Linked DNA regions of Gossypium raimondii: region 1 is linked to region 2. Evidence: chromatin contacts called from public Hi-C data. All regions are on one chromosome and are shown on one strand. Each heading gives the region's core, a stretch centred on a gene start, on an enhancer-like site or on the middle of the called end of the contact. The rest is flanking DNA. Distances are from core to core; before and after follow the strand shown. Region 1 holds the start of LOC105763985 (B3 domain-containing transcription factor NGA1). Region 2 holds the start of LOC105763979 (protein LATE ELONGATED HYPOCOTYL).

Region 1 (2,700 bases), core at 168-2,667, 140 kb before region 2:
AATGCCCCAATTTGATAATACTGTGACATACTGCTGTAAGTAATTGCCTGCTGCTGGTGCTGGTGTTGGAAGTGATGGTGATGGCGGTGATTGTAAGGGTCAATGCTGTAATTCAACCGATGTAAAGGTTGATAATTTCGTGACATACATATGGGTTCCCACCGGACCGGTTGAAGGAAGTTGAACTGATTTCGGAGCTGAATATGTGCGAACGGTGACGGATCGAGCGCATTAGGCCGGAGTTTCCAATCGATGTACAACCGGGCTTTAACCAACTCCCCGACTCCGCGTTGAAACGATACCGTATCGCCGGCGACGAGCTTTTTTTCCTTTACGAAACGGCTCCAACCTTTAGTCATCACATAACTCTGGCTACTATTCCAATACGAGTACCGGAACCGCCATGTCTTGCCGTTCCGATCTTCGAAATTCAATAGCAACCCTTTTTCGATCGAGGAAGAGTCGAGTGGGAAGTACTTCTCGGCATGTTGTTTTGGTATAACAAGACGGTTGAGCTTGCCAACATCGCTCGGTGTTACGACTTTGTCGAACATGTGTTCTTTTTCAACAGACTCATAACAGCTTTCTTCATGATCATTGTTCTTGTGGTTTCCAAGGGACAAATCCATCACCAAGTCTTGTTTCTTGTCGAAATCAAAACCAGACTGCTGTTGGGTTTTGTTATGATCTTGTTTAGAATCAAAGGTTCCAAGCGACAAATGAACAGCAGCAGCAGCAGCATCTTTGTACTTTGAAGAAACAGAAGATGAAGAAGAGGATGAAAATGGGAAGTTATTGCTTGAAATTTCTCTTATCATCACCACTTCTTCATCATCTTCCTCTTGATCTTCATTGTTACAATAATACCCTTTTTCTTCTTCTTCTTCCACAAAGTTCATCATAATTTAAATGAAAAAAAGAAACCCACAAAATAAAGTTGGTTCCTAAAGGAAATATATAATTTAAAACTACAAAACAAGAAACTGACCTGCAAAAAAAAAAAAAAACTGGTTTCTTCACTGAAAACCCTAAGCAAGACAAATTAAGGGCATGGAAGAATCAACAAGAACAGGTTGTTTCTAGCTTCTTTTTTTTTTTGGTTTTTGATATAGCATTTGGCTTACAAACCAAGCAAAAGAACCCCCATTTTTTTTTCTTTTGTGTGTGTGCCAATTTGCATTAGGTTGAAGCCTATAATTCTTTACTTTTTTTTAGGTTCTAAAGAGAAAGAGAGAGAGATAAGGTAAATGCTTCAACGTAGGGGACCCATGAATGATCTGGTTTTTTTTTTTTTTTACTCATGTGAGAGCTTGTCCTTTTTTCATAATTTTTTTTGGTTTTTTTTTTTAAATCACTCTATAATCATCTCCTCTAAGACCTCTCAGAATCAGTCTTTTGTACCACAAAAGTCATTGCTGATTTTCCCCCATTCCTATATATTACTGCAGCTGCTGTTGTTGTTTGGTTACTTTGATTTTATTGGTTATAGGGGAAGAAGCTAGTGGAGGAAGAAAAGGAGAGACTGAGTTAGGTTCCAAGTTTTGACTTTGGGTGGCATTGATTGTGTGTTGTTGTTGGCTATTGCTGTTGGTCCTGTCAATGGAGGATAAATAAAGTGATAGAGAGATTGAAACCAAACCGACCTTCCTGCAGTTTCTTACTCTAACTAGTGGACATTGTCAAACTAAAACAAAAAGAAAAGATTCCTCTATCATGCAAAGCTAACCCCAAGTTAGTGTAGCTGAAGTTCATCTTCTCTTTTTCAATCCCCTCAACTTTAATTACAATGCAAAATTAAATTAATATAAACTACAACGAATAAAAATTAGACAAAATTCACATATGATATATGCACATAAGGAGACAAAAATTTATATATCATAATTATGTATGGTGAAATTTGAACCTAAATCTTAAAGATTGGGAAAGGATTGTATGAAACACTATGCCACATATTCATTTTTCAATAGTTTTATGTTATATCAGTATTTTCATCCTTAAAAAATCAAATCTAATTTAAAATCCTGAAATTCAGGATGAAATTATTAACGTGACATAAAACTATTGAAAATGATGATATCTCTATTTTATATAATCCTTTTCCTTAAAGATTAAAGATCTCAAGCTTTTAACTTTTCAACTCGAATTGGATTGGATTGAATTTGGATAATGTCAATTTAAAGTTAATTCATGTTAATAAAGTATTGCTAAAAATTCTCAAAATTGTGCTTTTAAAATGTCCAATAATTTTGGTCAAAAGATGCAAACCAAATATGACAAGTTACATTGGTCTACCAAATGTAATCTAAGTTGCAATTGGAGTTGCATCTACCTCATGTAGCCGAAACTAATAGATTTGTGTAATTCGGAGTTTGGTTATTTTGATTTTAGGCCATTTCAAGTTACTTGTTTAAATCATTTTGAATTTCAATCATTTAGAGCTCAAGTTATTTCTAATTTAAGTCATTTTCGTATTTGGGTTTGGTGGACTAAAATTGTTCGACTTTTTATATTAGGTTTAACTGGTATTCAAGATAATCAAATACAATTTTCAAGTTTGGATCAAAATTGAAATGTCCAATTTTAACCTTTTCTTGCTCATCCTATATTACTACTATTATTTATGCTTATTGAGTTAATATCACCCTCCAGTCAAGTTTCAACTCAGTTGAGTAATTATTAAAAATAATAAACATCCCC
Region 2 (2,700 bases), core at 12-2,511:
AAGTTCCATCGATTGGAGGCTCCAACCATTAGCGGAGGACATCAAGGCACTGAATAATGCTATATCATTACAATAAATAGGGGCGCTGTTTTAGAATGTGTCATTAATTACAAAACATGATACATCTTTTTAAATGAAGTTCAGAAACTAGTTTACTCTTATCTTAAAATGAAAAAAAAATCATAAAGTAACATTTAGTCCTTAAATCCACTTTAGTCTTTAAACTTGATAGCTTTTCTCAATTTAGTTTCTTAACTTAGATCTTGTTAAAATATAATGATGTGACGTTATGAGATTATTTCACATCGTCACATGAATTTCTTTAATTTTTACCTTTTGCATTCTTTAGATATCATATAAAGTTTTTCAAATTTTAAATGACAATATGACCTAATATTAGAGTGACATGCCAATACACTTTAAAAAATTCAAATTTAGGAATTAAATTGTAACTCACAAGTTTAATAAAAAAGGTTAAAATAGGTCATATTTCGTACTCTTCAGAAATTTGAAATTTATTTAAGTTCAATTGTTAACATTGTTACAATTTTTTTGTTAAATTGGTTTATAATACATATTGAAATAAAAAAATTCACTTGGTAGCAACTTAACTAAAAAACGATATTATAATGAACCCGAATTTAACAAATAATTTTAACAATATTTACCGTAAAACACGAATTTAAAAATATGAAAAGTAAAATGACTAAATGCCTAAAAATAAAAGTACAGGAATTAAATTTCAAATCTATAAAAAAATACAAGGATTTATGGAGAATTTTAACCTAAAAAAATTAGCAACTAAATCGAAAGAAGAAAACGGGGAGCATAGCATATCCCTAGATTTGTTGCAACCCTAAAATCTCATCACCGCATACGGTGGCTAATGGTCACAAATCCGGTGGCTTTTGACACCAAAGCTACCCCTGTAACCGACACGTACCGGTTACCCACGCCAACGAATCGCGTAAACGTTGACGGCAGGAACCACGTGGCATACCAAAAGGCGCTTTTACTAATTTAACACCAAGACCATTGGGAGCTTGTGGCTGATATTTGAAGATGGAGGTAGGAAACAAGAAGGGCAAAAAGAAAAAAAGATAAAAAAATAAGGGAAAAAGTGCAAGGGTGGGCTTTTAGTTGAATCAGCCACTAACTTATTGCCACTTGGCAACATCTAATGTATCTTACCGTTCATTCTTTTATAGCCTCAAATAAATTTCTGCCCAATTTTTGTAATTTTCCAAAAAATAAATCCTCATGAAATTGTAGTGGCTGAGATTTCTCCTTTTGTTTCTTCCCCATACTGTAGTTTCTGGTGTTTTTTCAGTTTATCACCAGAAAATAAGCTTGCTTTCACTTTTTTTTTTGGGTTTATTCAAGTGCTTTTCTCCCAAAAAAGACAACTTTTCTTTTTCCAATTCTGTTGATTCCGATCTTGTCATTGCCGGAAACTATGAGCTCTCCGGCTGGTTTCCGGTGAACCTATTTTTGATACGTGATCGTTGCTTCCATTGTTGCCATCTTCCATGGTTATCTCTTTAAGGTATTTACACTTCATTTCTAGGGCTTTCCTTATAGGCTTTGCTAAGCTGAGTTTGGAAGTTGTGTTCTTTATATGCAGCTGAGTAGAGAAACGAAAGAAAAGTGATTGAATTTGAATCCTTTTGTTTTTTCTCTCGGCAACCAAAAAGAAGGTAAAGAACTATTATTGGCTGTTAATAGATAGATTGGATGTGGAACAGTGGAAGTGTGTTGTTGATAACTAATTAAAGTTTCTTTTTTTTTTTTCGTATCATTTTCTATTAAAGGTTTTGGCGTCTACGGTTCGTTTTGGTAAGAATTTTCTTTTAAGTTCTTTGGAAGAAGCCGTCTCTTCTCTTTGTTACTGTGGATACTTAATTTTTATTTATTTTATTTTAATTTTTCCAGAGATTTAGCATTCACCCCAAATTTTTATCAAGTAAATATTTTTATTAAATGATGAGAAATTAATATTAATTTAATTGGAATAAAAATAGAAACAGAGACGGATCTCCATCGATTTGTTGTTGTTGTTCTTTTGTGTTTTTTCTTTTTGCAGTATTAAATAGCATTCATCAGGTTTTGTGGAGCTCAAAAACGGCATTACTATTTGTCGTACTGGATGTTGGAAGAAATGAAAGGAGGTTTGTGATATACTCTTTGCTTGCTAGAGAGGATTTGAAGCAGCGGTGACGCTGTTTCAATGGACACATACTCCTCTGGTGAAGAACTTGTAATTAAGGTAAACTCTTCTCTTAAATGAAGCTTTGTAAAAAAATGGGGGTTTCTGTTTGTTATAATTTGGACCATTGAATTTTGTATGTTAAATGATAGACTAGGAAGCCTTATACTATTACGAAACAACGTGAAAGATGGACCGAGGAAGAGCATAATAGGTTCCTAGAGGCCTTGAAGCTCTATGGACGAGCTTGGCAACGCATTGAAGGTTTTTTCACTTGCTTTTTCCCTCTTAGTTTAGATTTTGCTGCTATCATTTTAGAGCTAGTGTTTTTGTGGATTGAGGCTAAGATACGTAGGATATGTTTGTTAGGACCAACAAAAGAATAGTTTTGTTATTTATTGTTGTAATTTTCTTTCCATTTTGTTTTTACATGGTGATTTGCAGAATATATAGGAACAAAGACGGCTGTGCAGATCAGGAGTCATGCTCAAAAG

Evidence for each region. A called contact is a pair of places that touch in the nucleus more often than the background predicts.
Region 1: a Hi-C map of leaf shows a contact between it and region 2, with 2.6 times the contacts expected there. The contact joins the promoter of LOC105763985 here to the promoter of LOC105763979 in region 2. A contact is called at or near these places in 2 of 2 Hi-C or Micro-C datasets (both in leaf).

Annotation. Positions count from the first base shown.
Region 1 is chr12:38,347,928-38,350,627 of ASM2569854v1, reverse strand. It overlaps LOC105763985 (B3 domain-containing transcription factor NGA1), which reads right to left and starts at 1,417. Exons shown (of 1, transcript XM_012582405.2): 1 at 1-1,417. The coding sequence starts at 902.
Region 2 is chr12:38,206,810-38,209,509 of ASM2569854v1, reverse strand. It overlaps LOC105763979 (protein LATE ELONGATED HYPOCOTYL), which reads left to right and starts at 1,261. Exons shown (of 8, transcript XM_052625776.1): 1 at 1,261-1,546; 2 at 1,625-1,697; 3 at 1,812-2,266; 4 at 2,359-2,470; 5 at 2,651-2,700. The coding sequence starts at 2,228.